Regions from separate parts of the Mus musculus genome. Here region 1 is linked to region 2. The links are chromatin contacts, called in public promoter capture Hi-C maps. All regions are on one chromosome and are shown on one strand. The core of a region is the stretch at or near the end of the contact, and the rest is flanking DNA. Distances in the headings are between cores, read along the strand shown.

Region 1 (6,780 bases), core at 108-2,607, 270 kb after region 2:
TACAAGCATAGCCTCAACCAGACATCAAAAGGACATCCAGGCCTTTTCATTGTGCCATCAGCAAATCCTACCACAGTACCAAAGGCTTTATGTCTTTTTGTGCCCAGTGGTCATAGCAGTCAAGACATCGCTTCCTTTATTTAAGTAATTTAAGACAAAAAGGGCATGGGAAAGCAGATATGCAGGAGAATAATATTTAAGTTCCCATCTTTGAAATGATGTTGGGCCTTAATGTAAGCATTCTACAGTGGTTTGACCTAGAGGGTTGCATGGTATGCCAGTTGTATGTCTAACTTTAAAAGTAGCACAGAGGGGCTGGCGAAATGGCTCAGTGGGTAAAAGCACGGACTGCTCTTCCAAAGGTCCTGAGTTCAAATCCCAGCAACCATATGTCGGTTCACAATCGCCTGTAATGAGATCTGACATCCTCTTCTGGTGTGTCTGAAGACAGCTACAGTGTACACAGTGTACATTTATCATGTATAATAATAAATAAATCTTTGAGCTGGAGCAAGCAGGGACTGAGCAAGTAGGGCCAACTGGAGCAAGCAGAGGTCCTAAAACTTCAATTCCCAACAACCACATGAAGGCTTACAACCATCTGTACAGCTACAGTGTAATTATACACATAAAATAAATAAATCTTTAAAAGTCACACAGAAGGTGGCAAAGTCTTTGCTAGAATACACAAGGGTTCTATCAGATTTAACATGGGAAGGAATACCCAAAAAGGAGAAACAGAAAAACGTGTGCTGAACAACATCCTTCAAAGCCTCTTCAGATTGGTCTGTGGCATTAGGACATGTGAAAAGGTATCAACATCTTACATTCACTTGACTTACCCTGGGTGCAAACCATGAGGGTTGATATCTATTTCCAAAGTTGGTTGAATAGATAGATAGGCAGGGCATTGCTTAAGTTTGACATGCTGCCTTTCTAGGAATATGAAACTTGGAGAGCGTGAGAGTTTTGATGATGGACCTCATGAGCATCCTTCGCTTTTTCTGGTGGTGTAATGATTGCCAAGGCTAATTGAGTGGTTAATGTCAGCAGCACGATTACCCTCTGCTAGTACTCCAGGAGGAGAAGGGTGAGCTGTAACATGAGTTACAAAGTGGGGGAATTCCCGGCCCTGAACCAGAGTTTGTAATTCCATTAAAAGGTCATTATTTTGTTTTTTTTTTGTTGTGATTAATAATAGCACTCTCAATGACTGGAAACAGTCATGCAACATGCAATCTGTATAAAGGTTGAGAAGTGGAGTTGGCAAAATTTCAAAAAGCAAGTATAGCTGTAGCAATTTTGACCTTTTGAGCAGAAGTGAAAGTAGTTAGGTTTTGGAACATTTTGTTAGAGGAAAATACCACTGCCATACCAGAAGCAGAGCCATCTGTTAAAAAAAAAATTAGTAACCACATCCGTCAGGAGCTGTGCAGAAAATCTTTTAGGGAAGATGACAGTTTGTAATTTTAGAGATTGAATTAAAGGATGGTGGGGCAAATATCCCCATGATTGCCATTATTTGCAATAAATGTGTAATTGCACAATCAGCCTTTCAGAACATTGAAACCCTGAGTACATGTCAATGGTATGGTGTATACCTCTGTTTTCCAAATTCTATAACATGGAAAACACCCATCTGCTAGATGCCATTTCCCTTGGTACCCCTGGGGTTACTACCTGCAGGAGTTTGGTGATGGAGAGAACACGAAGGACATTGTTGTTATTATTATTATTATTAATTTCTTTGTCTTGTTGCCAAGTGGTGGAAGTTTTTTTCTTTAAACCTTTCCTGTTAAAATTTTGTTTCTCATGAAATTTTGAGGCTTCTAACACATTTCCTATTAATAATTCGTCGATGTCTTTGTTTCCGTGAGCTAATGCACCTGGCAAACCTGAATAATACATAATGGATGGTTTCTACTTCTGATGGCTTGTTGCAGTCGTATAAATAACAAAGTTAAATGAGTTATCAAATTCAGCAGTCTCTGTGTGCAAAACAACTCTTTCTGCATATAAAGAATCAGTAATTATGTTAACAGATTCAGGATAATCTAATAATAACATAAGGCTTGCATACAATTCTGATTCTTGAACAGATGTATATGGAATTTTGATAACCTTGTTTATTTTGTCTGACTTATAACTTGCCATCCCTATTTTTTCCATCAGTATAAAATGTCAGTGCCTCTAGAATTGATGTTCTCTTTACTACATATGGAAAAATCCATTTAGTTCTTTTTATAAACTGTATACGCTTTTAAGATATTTTCTATTAATCTCACCCAAATAGTTGCTACAAACTCTTGCCAATCTTCATTGATCACCCATGATGATATAATCTCAGCATTTGTAAGAGTCACTACAATTTCAGCCAGCTTTGTTCCTGACATTTGATGAAATCTTATTCTACTTCTTATAATTAATTCAGAAATCTTTTCTATATATGTCTTCAATTTTTTACCTTGTTTATGAGCTAAGAAAATCCATTCCATAATACTATCTTCTCTTTGCATAATGAGCCCAACAGGAGAAGAAGTTGAAGGCAAAATGAGCAGTTTATTATCAAGTTTAGGATTGATTCTATCCACATATGCCTCTTGTAGTCTTTGTTCTACCGGAGTTAACTCTTTTTCTGCTTCAGTTGTTAGGCATCTTGGACTGTTCAAATTTGAATCTCCTTGTAATGCTTGAAACAAATTACTTAATTCTTATGTACTTAATCCAACTGTACACCTCAATCATTTAATATCTCCTATTAATTTTTGAAAATTGTTAAGAGTTTGCATTGGTCCCTATGGATCTATACCTTTTGTGGTTGAATATTTTGTCAACTGATTTTATAACCCAAATAACTAAGTGAATCTCCCATTGTATTTTACACTGGAGCAATCTGTAATTTCCAGCGTGGCAGAATTCTTTTCTTTTTCTTTTTTCTTTCTTTCTTTCTTTTTTTTTTAAATATTTTCTTCATTTACATTTCAAATACTATCCCCTTTCCTAGTTTCCTCTCTGAAAGTCCCATATACCCTCTCCTCAACCGTACTTCTCAACCAACCCACTCCCACTTCCTGGCCCTGGCATTCCACTGTACTGGGGCATAGAATCTTCACAAGACCAAGGGACTCTCCTCTGACTAGGCCATCCTCTGCTACATATGCAGCTAGAAACACAAGTTCATATTGTTGTTCCACCTATAGGGTTGCAGACCCCTTTAGCTCCTTGGGTACTTTCTCTAGCTCCTTCATTGAGGATCCTATGTTCCATCCAATAGATGACTGTGAGCATCCACTTCTGTATTTGCCAGCCTCTGGCATAGCCTCACAGGAGACAGCTTGTATCAGGGTCCTGTCAGCAAAATCTTGCTGGCATATGCAATAGTGTCTAGGTTTGGTGATTGTTTATGGGATGGGTCCCCGAGTGGGGCAATCTCTGGATGGTCCTTCCTTCAGTCTCAGTTCCGAACTTTGTAACTCCTTCCATGGGTATTTTGTTCCCCATTCTAAGAAGGAACGAATTATACACACTTTGGTCTTCCTTCTTCTTGAGTTTCATGTGTTTTGCAAATTGTATCTTGGTTATTCTAAATGTCTGGCCTAATACTCACTTATCAGTGAATGCATTTCATGTGTATTCTTTTGTGATTGGGTTATCTCACTCAGGATGATACAATCCAGACCCATCCATTTGCCTAAGAATTTCATAAATTTATTGTTTTTAATTGCTGAGTAGTACTCCATTGTGTAAATGTACCACATTTTCTGTATCCATTCCTCTGTTGAGGGACATCTGGGTTCTTTCCAGCTTCTGACTATTATAAATAAGGCTGATATGAACATAGTGGAGCATGTGTCCTTATTACAAATTGGAACATCTTCTGAATATATGCCCAGGAGAGGTATAGCTGGATCTTCCGGTAGTTCTATGTCCAATTTTCTGAGGAATCGCCAAACTGATTTCAAGAGTGGTTGCACAAGCTTGCAATACCACCAGCAATGAAGGAGTGTTCCTCTTTCTCCACATCCTCGCCAGCATCTGCTGTCAGTTTTTGACCTTAGCCATTCTGACTGGTGTGAGGTGGAATCTCAGGGTTGTTTTGATTTGTATTTAACTGATGATTAAGGATGTTGAATATTTTTTCAGGTGCTTCTCAGCCATTCGGTATTCCTCGGGTGAGAATTCTTTGTTTAGCTCTGTACCCCATTTTTAATAGGGTTATTTGGATTTCTGGAGTCCAGCTTCTTGAGTTCTTTGTATATCTTGGATATTAGTCCCCTATTGGATTTAGGATTGGTAAAGACCCTTTTCCAATCTGTTGGTGGCCTTTTTGTCTTATTGACAGTGTCTTTTGCATGGCAGAATTCTTTGTGTTACCTTCAACATATTCTCTAAAACATCTTCATCAGAATCAGCCAACAGAATGTCATATATATAATAATAAATGCTAGATTGAGGGAATTACTTACAAATTATTTCTAATGGTTGTTGAACAAATACTGGCATAAAGTTGGACTACTTAACCCTCCCTGTGGAAGTGACTTCCAGTGGTGTCTCTATAATGCATGACTATTATTCAGATTAGTACTGAGAAAGCAAATCTTTCCCTATCCTGCTGATGCAGGGGTATTGTGAAAAATCAGTCTTTCTAGTCAGTTATTATTATATGATTTTGATAACAAAGATGTTAAAGTGAGTCCAGGCAGTAAAGGACCCATTGGTTGAATTACCTTATTAACTGCTCTTAAATCCATTTTCATCCTCCATTTTCCTGATTTCTTTTTTACAACAAACACAGGAGAATTCCATGGACTGATGACTCCTATATTTTGAGCCTCCTGCTTCTCTTGAACCAGTTGCTCAAGTACCTGCAACTTTTCTTATGTCATGGGCCACTGCTCTTGCCAGACAGGCTGGCTTGATAACCATTTTAGGGGCCAAAGGTGTGTTTGCTGTGGCCCCTTGGTTCATTGCCTGGTGACAAGAAGTTACTTTGTATGCCTCTCTTTGACTGACAGTCTTTAGACCGGTGTTTGCCCTTTCTTCAGCAGCTATGATTCCCTGAAATGCTTTGTGGCTCATAGCAACCAGAACCTGCTTATTCTCGACTACAAATACTATGTTCTCAGGAGTCAGTGCGCCTGCTATTATGAACTCTGAATCTTCTAACCCTACAATTTCTTTGTAAATGACCAAATTCACCACAAAACATTGGATATTTTGATTCCTGAAATTTCTAGCTATGATTTGTCCAATGATATTAGCATTATGCTTCTAGGAGCCAATACCAGGTGACTCCCTTATCCATTCATCTACTGGGGCTCCTTGGGCTTTCAATGGTCTGATTGCTCTCTTACGTTCAGTATTTGCATTTTCAAATGCCAATTATTTCTATCAAAGGCTGTCTGGTTCCAGAGTCTGATATGGCTCTATTCGCAGCTGATCCCAACCTCTGTAAAAATTCTGTAAAGGTTTCTCCAGGACACCGATTATCTTAGTAAATGAGATGGATTTTTCCCCAGACTCCTCAATCATATCCCAAGCTCTTAAAGCTGCAACATGACATTGTTCAATTACACCATCAACAAACAGGCCAGATTTGTTCTTAGAAGTCAGCATACTGCCCTTCACCAAGAAGCTGGTCTTTAGTGGCATTACTGCCCTTGCTACACTTCGTTTTTCTATTTTTGTGGCTTTGTGCCTCCACCACAACAATCATTTTAATTGCTGTCCTGCTTCCAAGAGAGCTGACACCAATCCCTTGCAGTCTTGTAGGATAACCCTATGCCGTGTTGCCCAGTTATCTAGCATTTCTTTTACAAGAAGAGGAGGTAAGCCGTACAGTACACACAGCCTTTTAAAAATGTTTTAGATCTAGCATTTCTATCCAACACTAGGTCAATTCATTATGGGCAGGAATACCGTCATTGGCAGGCAATTGCTGCACAAAGACTGGGAAGGCTGAAGGTGCCTGTCTCTGTAGGCCCAAGCAAATCCTCTGGTGGTGCACTCAGCTGAACACTGTCCTGCCCTCCTTGGCTGGGTGACTGGCAGTGAAAGTGTGTGGAGCCGGGCAGACTGGCAGGTTATCTATCTTCCAGCCTAGTTTGCTTCCTGCTTTCATCATGCTGTAAATTCCTGGTCTCAGACTCCATGCCTAATGTGTGTTTTTCTCCTCTCATTTGGGCCTTTTTGTTCTCCAAGCACTTCTACCTCCATCTGCAAAGTCTCTAAGTGCAGAGCCAACTCTGCAATCTTCTGCAACAGAAGAGAATTGTCAGGCTTCCCCTTAAACTTTTTCTAAATAGTATACATGAAAACTATGAAGCAAAACTAAAAAAACCCTTCTGGGAACAAGGCAGGAGACCACCTAGCAGCAGGTGCTGCTATTTTATCAGCCTCCTTAAACAACATTGCTAACCCATCAAAACCTGCCTTTTCCTTTATTGCATTAGAAGCAGAGTTACCCATAATACCTAGGCCACACTGGGCACCACCTGTAGGCTTAGATTTTTCAAAACCTATTTTTAATAAGGGTTCTGAAATGCTTTAACCTCTCTTCTGACCCTCTCTTCTTTCCACCAAAGGTAGTGGGAAGGAAAAGTTAATGGGACAAAATGGTTTAGAAATATTTCTTTGGAGCTAATCCAGTCTGCATTGTCTGGATATCAGCAGTTCCATTCACATGAAACAGCAGTGGCAGATCAGTCCATCTGCAAACACCATTCATGAATCAGCAACAGCAGGTCGATCCAGAAGAAATCACATGGCTCTGCCAATCGG
Region 2 (7,444 bases), core at 606-3,105:
GTAATCTTAGCATACAAACTAGGTCTGCACTGAATACTATTTATGGAATCGCATTTTAGGGAATACTAAAATTAAAGATTTCTTTTATCTTGGGCCACAACAAACAATGATTCTGTTGGGTCTCAAGACATAAATTGCAGGATGCTAGGACCATCAACTTTGCCTTTTTTTGTTGTTGCTTTGTTTTGTTTTTGTTTTGTTTTTTTGAGTCAGGGTTTCTCTGTATAGCCCTGCTGGCTGTCCTGGAACTCACTTTGTAGACCAGGCTGGCCTTGAACTCAGAAATCTGCCTGCCTCTGCCTCCCAAGTGCTGGGATTAAAGGCGTGTGCCACCACCGCCTGGCAGCTTTGCCTTTTTAAGACACACAATATCAACACCCACTTCCACCTTTCTTTCCTCTTTCTCTGGAGGTGAGCGTCCTTTTCATTATTTGAGTGGCTCGATGCTCTTCAACTCGCTCAGGTCACATGGACTTGAGGAGCAGATAACTGGGAAAAACTGCATCGACAGCTGAGCATAGGCAATCATTCAGCAAGAAACTCACGGAAGAAAGTTCGTAATGCTCTCAAACATAACTTGCATTTTATTAGAGCTAGCCATTCTTCTCTAACATATATGTCAAAAAGCAACCAAACCTAGGCAATTTGCAAATGTCACATTTTCTTTCCAGGTGGCAAATATGTGGTATTCTCTGGGAAGGGAAAAATTCTCCTACTAGTGTGCTTAATAACAGAGGAACTGCTAAGGTCTGCTACCTCAGGTGGTAACTACAAGCTTCAGTCTATAGGTCTCATGTTTACTTCATGGAAAAAGTGGAAGAAAAAAAACAACTCCTGCAACAGCTGGCCCTTCATGTGTATGCTATAGCACATATGCAATCACACACACATATACACACAACTATATCTGAATAAAAATGTATTGAAAAGTTAAAGCCAAGTGTATTGTTTATATGACCATGGAGGACTCAGGTGAAACTCCGGGAGTCAAAGGCCAGCATGGTGGTTTGAATATAAATGGCCCCCACAAGCTCATAGGAAACAGCATTACTAGGAGGTATGGGGTTGTTGGAGTAGGTGTAGCCTTTTTAAAGGAAGTATGTCCCTGGGGTAGGCGTTCAGGTTCCAAATGCTCAAGCCAGACCCACTGTCTCTCTCCCTCTCTTCCTGTTGTTTGCTGATCTAGATGTAGAACTCTCAGCTATCTCTCCAGCTTCATGTCTGCCTGTGTGCCTCCATGCTTCCTGCCATGATGATAATGAGCCAATTAAAAGTTTTCCTTTATAAGATTTGCTGTGGTCATGGTATCTCTTCACAGCAACAGACGCAATTAGCAGTTAGAAGTATAGCTACCAGACAGGCTTTGGGAGTAAAGCAGATCAGATAGAAGTGGCAAGAGGCAATTAAGGCTTGTAGGATATGACCAGCTGTGTGCTTTTACTTACTGTGTACACATTCTTTCACATAAGGGATTAATGTATCTAATCAGTTCCACAAGACTCTATACCATGAACCAGCTGTGGGGGTGCCTGTGTGATCTCAGCAACAACAGCTGGGTATACATACAGCAAACACTCCTGGCCCATTTCCCCAGAAAAACCCCTCCGTATCTCTATAAATGTTTAAGCACATTCACTGTACCCCACAAACATTTATTGGCCACCTACCCTGAGCCAGACAAAGCAGACAGAGAGGAAATGGACATTTCAGCTCTCAAGCAGCTCACACCTTTGAGAAAAGATAGGAAAAAGCCCAAGATGCTTCAGTATCTTGTAAGAGATACTGGCTATCATTTGCTTAGAGTCTGTAGGTCTTAGAGAGGGATGTTCAAAGGTTACTTCCTCTTTGAGTTGAGACTTAAAAGATAAGAGAGAATAAACCAGGTAAGCAGATATAAAGACTTGGCAGAGGAAGCGCTCTACAGGACGAAGAGGAACACTAGAACTGGGGAAGCGGTTAAGGGGCAGAGCACTTGTCTAGCATGCACATGCTCCTGCTGCAATCCACAGCACTACAAGAGAAAAATTAAAACTAACTTAAAGCAAAGAGGAAAGGACTGAGTAGACACGAAGACTGAGTAGCATGCTAGTATGTTTGGAAAAGTCAAGTTTCTCAGGTCTGCTGGAACAAAGGGCCATGTTCTCCACAGAACCAGGTCTCCTGAGGTAAAGGAAGGCCACTAGGAGGGAAAAAGCGAGTCCACTGAAGGACAAGTACAAAGGAGGGAGGCCCAGCCAGATTTGCCCCTTGGGGAAGATGTTGCTAGAACAAGATGGGAGGGTGCTTCTGTACCGGTAGAGCAGGCTGTTCTGCTAGGCCAGCAGAACAGAAGGCTACAGTGCATTCATGTGTTATTTAGCAAATGCACTCTTCAGAATCTGGTCACATCACTTTCTCCTATAATTAGAGATGAACCCTAGAAGAAATGGGGAAGAGATTCAAGATAGATGACAATCCAGAAACAGAAAACAGCAAAAGCTAAATAGAGTATGAAAGAACTGGAGTCCTTGCACACCACTGGCAGGAATGTGGAGGAAAAAGTATAACCACTATGAAGAATAGTATGAAGATTTACTAAGAAACCAGGAAGATAAGCACTAAGCATTCTCTCTATATGTAGATCTAGATTTAAATATTTAAATATACATGAGATGTGAATATAATTAAAAGGAAGGAAGGGGTTAGAAGGAAGGAGAGGGGAACAAAAGAGGAAAGATCAAGTATTGCACATTTTTTTCTCATTTTCAGATTATAGAAACACATACCACTATTTAAGAGGCAGAAAAGGAGCCGGGCGTGGTGGCACACGCCTTTAATCCCAGCAGTTGGGAGGCAGAGGCAGGCGGATTTCTGAGTTCGAGGCCAGCCTGGTCTACAAAGTGAGTTCCAGGACAGCCGGGGCTACACAGAGAAACCCTGTCTCAAAAAACCAAAAAAAAAAAAAAAAAAAAAAAAAAAAAAAAAAAGAGGCAGAAAAGGAAAATGAGGAGAGAGGAGACATGGGTGATGGAGGCAAGGATATGAACAAAGCACAATAATACACATGACAAAGATGAAAATGTCACAATGAACCTATTACTCTACATACTAACTAAAATACTAGTTATTCTAATAACACAAAAAGGCATTAAGCTGGATGGTGGTAATGAACATAGTTAGTCCCAGCACTTGGAGGCAGAGGCAGGCAGACCTCTGAGTTCGAGGACAGTCTGGTCTACAGACTGAGCTCCAGGATAGCCACAGCTACACAGTGAAGAAACCCTGTCTTGAGAGAGGGAGTAAACATGGGGGGGTGCTATTAATATTTTTGTTTGTTTTGTTTTTCAAGAAAGGAGAGAGGGGAAGAGGAAGGAGGAGAAGGGAGAGAAGAGGAGGAAAGAAGTGGAGGATAGGAACTGGAGGAGAAAGAGAAAAGGAGAGGAAGGGAGGACAGGAGAGGAGGTAACGGGTGGGAAATACTGCAGGGTTCTATTTACACAAGATATTTTAAGAGAGTCAAACTAATAGAAACAGAAAATAGGATGTGGTTACCAAGGACTAGGGTGGGGTCAGAGACTAGAAGGAAACAGGGAGAATTTCAATGGGTGGAGTTTCAACTTTGCAAGATGAAAAAGTTTTATAGGTCTGATACACTCAAAGTGCATAGAGTACACTTAAAAATATTTAAGTTGTTGAATGTGGTGGCATATGCCTTTAATCCCAGCACCAGAGGCAGAGACAGGGAGATCTCTGTAAATTCACGATCAGTCTACATAGTGAGTTTCAAACAGCCCGAGCTAAATATCGAGATCCTATATAAAAAAACAAACAAACAAACAACAAAAAGGGTACTATGAAGGCTAGAAAGATGGCTCAGCAGTTAAGAATATGACTGCTTTTTTAGAAGATCCAAATTAAATTCCCAGTACCCAATTGGTAGCTAACAACCATTTGTAACTCCAGTTTCAGGAGATCCAATGCTCTCTTCTGGCCTCTACAGGTACCATTCACAAAATACCCATGCACATAAAAGCAGTTTTCAAGTCTGTAAGTTTGGAAAAATTGCTACAAAATTAATCATTTATGGTTCTCAAGAAGCATGATAATGTAGCTACACACTACTTCTATGTTTAAATTTTCTTTTTGATTCACTTGTTCCTTTCTTTCTTCCTTTCTTCCTTTCTTTCTTTCTTTCTTTCTTTCTTTCTTTCTTTCTTCCTTTCTTTTTTTTGAGACAATGTTACACCAGGTAGCCCAGGATAGGTTACAATTCTCAATCTTCCTTGGCCTCCTAAATCCTGGGACTGCAGGCGTACACTTAAATGTAAAGCAGTATCAGTCATGCACATTCTCTGTACACTCACAACTTCAGAGAGCTAATTATAGCTCGAGAGATTTCTTTTCAGGCAAAGGTCAAGACATGGGTTTTTCCCTCTGCCACCTTTTAGGAATACAGAACCACCTACTCCAACATTCAGAGACCATCTTACTTTTACTCTAGCATTTGTCTACATTGTAACAGCTACCACTGATATGTCAAAAACTCTCCCTAGCACTAAATTCTACAAAATATCCATATTAAAACACACAAAAACCAAACTGTTTGGAAAATGGTACTAATAGAAGTCAAAATTCCAGGTATTAGAAATTTTAAATAATAGGTGCCATGCTTATAATACCAGCACTTGGGAACTGAGGGAAGAAAGGCCAAGAACAGCCAAAATACAGTTCTATCTCAAAATACAAACAACAAAAGAAATGTTTAATAAGTTCCAACAGTCTAATGTTGAGTAGGTTCCAAAGTCTAAAGCAGGCCATTGATAGATGTGATGGTATATACCTGTAATCCCAGAAGCAGGAGGGCTGCCACAAGTTCAAGGCTACCCTGATACATATGGAGAGTTCCAGACCAGTCAAGGCTACATAGGGGGACTCTCTCAAAGAGTTAAGAACAAAAATGTTTATCCATTCATTCATGACAGCCCTGACTGAACAGATATTAAAAATGCCAGAGCACTTATTTTGGACAGAACATCCCAAAATTTAAAACTGCTACCACTGGGTTGTGGTGATGGTGCACGCCTTTAATCCCAGTACTGGGAGGCAGAGGCAGGCAGATCTCTGTGAGGTCAGTCTAGTCTACAGCGAAAGCTGCAGGACAGCCAAGGCGTCACAGAGAAGCCCTGGGGGGGGGGGGGTGGATCTGCCTAAAAAGGCTTGAAAACCTTCAAAGGAAGATAGCTTAGTCCTCAAATTTCATTATAATTGTACAATCTTTTTCTATGTTGCACAGTATGATCAGAATGGCTGGAATGGAGAATGTGTATAATCTAAGCATATGAAATTACCACAAACTGTCTTAACTTTCATTCTTCCAGGGTTTAATGATAGAAGAAAGCAGGTATTTTACACTAAAGCCAACAAATTACAGGGCTAGTGTGTCATCTGTCACCCTCCCTCAATTGTAGTAAACCCCAAACAAAAGCGGATCCTAATTTGTAGATAACACACTATTAAAAAACACTGCAGGTTCGATGCAGAGTCCTGAGACACTCCTGCTCTAACTGTAATTAAGAGTTGTTTATTTAAGCTGGTTGACAGAGCAATGAGCCAAGTCAAGAGTTTAACTCGGTTCACTATGCTACAACATTTGGCACATCCAAAGAGTGTTATTTCCAGGGTTATTTTTCAACAAAACAGTGGCAAAGGATATTGGCATACATTAGCTTTCTCTGAGAATGATGCCTTGATATGGGAAAACTGGTACTCAGGTACATGCAGCTTGGCTAACTTATTTAGAGAGGTTGCACACTGTGCTTGCATTGCTGCCCTGGAAGCAAGAATTCCCTACACCAAAGAGCTGGCATTGGTGAGAGCTATAAGAGGGGTGGGGGAAAACAAGGTCTATGCCCATAGAGTCAGCTCAACTCATCACTTCCCTTTCTGCTTCCCTCACTCCTTGCTGCTTTACTGAACTATATGTAGTCCATGTACTAGAGAACACATGCCTTTAAGTAGATTGTTAGGTAATATGCAGTCATGCAAGCACTTCTCCTCATCCCCTTCCTCTCAAAATCTACCCATTAGTAACCACTCTTTCTTCCCACCCAACTCTAAGTAACTAATCTATTTCAGTCTTTACTGCTAAATTGTATTTTACTATATGGATACCACACCTAAGTTCTTTTCTTCACAAGCAGTAGAATCTCTTGGTTATATCAACTAAGGTGTCTTAGTCAGGGTTTCTATTCCTGCACAAACATCATGACCAAGAAGCAAGTTGGGGAGGAAAGGGTTTATTCAGCTTACACTTCCATACTGCTGTTCATCAAGGAAGGCAGGACTGGAACTCAAGCAGGTCAGGAGGCAGGAGCTGATGCAGAGGCCATGGAGGGATGTTCCTTACTGGCTTGCTTCCCCTGGCTTGCTCAGCCTGCTCTCTTACAGAACCAAGACTACCAGCCCAGAGATGGCACCACCCACAAGGGGACCTCCCTGCTTGATCACTAATTGAGAAAATGCCTTGCAGCTGGATCTCATGGAGGCATTTCCCCAACTGAAGCTCCTTTCTCTGTGATAACTCCAGCTTGTGTTAAGTTGACACAAAACTAGCCAGTATATAAGGTAACCATAGCGGTTAGGTACTCACAAATCCCAGTTATAGGTTATAGTTACATTAATTACAAAATACTAAGTTTTGGTGGGGAGGAGAGGAGACTTACTGGTATTTTGTTTGTTCTGGGTTTTGTTGTTGTTGTTGTTGTTTTGTTTTGTTTTGTTTTTCCAAACAGGGCTTCTCTGTGTCACTCTGACTGTCCTGGAACTCTCTTTGTAGACCAGGCTGGCCTTGAACTCACAGAGATCCAACAGCTTCTCCCTCCAGAGTGCTGAATTAAAGGTGTGTGCCCAGTTATTGTTTTATTTTTAACTAGCTCAAAATGCTTAATTTTCTAGAAGTGGCAGTAACTACCAGTGACATCTGGGTTGATGGGAATTCTGTGAGGAAAGGTCCTTGACAAGCAAGTCAAATTATTAAGTTTCCCCCTCTAAATTATGGGGGAGGGGGTAGACATAGCTCCTGGGTTATAAGGACTCACTGCTCTTGAAAAAAAGACCCAGGTTCAGTTCCCAGCATCCTCATAGTGGCTCACAACCACATGTTAACTCCAGTTTCAGTGGATATGGTGTGCTCTCCTATCCGCCACAGGCAGCATGCACATAAACATGTCACACATACACAGGCAGGCAAAACATTCATACACATAAAATAAAAAATGTCTTCATTTTGTTTTGCTTGTTTAGTTTGTTTTGGCTTTTTTGTCTTATTTTTGTTTGTTTTAATCTTTGTTTTTGTGAGGGCTTTTTGAAAGAGAGAGAACGTTAAGTTGGGTGGACAGAGAGGTCGAGAGAAGCTGGGGGTGGGGTGGGAATATGATCAAAATATATTGTATGAAAAAAATTTAGA

Evidence for each region. Capture Hi-C pulls out chosen DNA fragments and counts their contacts.
Region 1: a contact with region 2 is called in a promoter capture Hi-C map of adipose tissue. The contact joins two enhancer-like sites. A contact is called at or near these places in 1 of 484 Hi-C or Micro-C datasets (nephron progenitors) and 1 of 9 other capture datasets (adipose tissue).

The regions. Positions count from the first base shown.
Region 1 is chr5:108,245,309-108,252,088 of GRCm38.p6, forward strand. No RefSeq gene overlaps it. Among named protein-coding and RNA genes, the nearest start is that of Dr1, 20 kb to the right of the region's middle. Within about 2 kb of position 1,358, at least 34 of the 459 cell types and tissues checked have an H3K27ac peak or open chromatin away from gene starts, as enhancers often do. A contact at or near this core is called in adipose tissue, where this site is marked.
Region 2 is chr5:107,976,601-107,984,044 of GRCm38.p6, forward strand. The region is part of intron 1 of Dipk1a (divergent protein kinase domain 1A); the gene reads right to left. Among named protein-coding and RNA genes, the nearest start is that of Dipk1a, 6.8 kb to the right of the region's middle. Within about 2 kb of position 1,856, at least 73 of the 459 cell types and tissues checked have an H3K27ac peak or open chromatin away from gene starts, as enhancers often do. A contact at or near this core is called in adipose tissue, where this site is marked.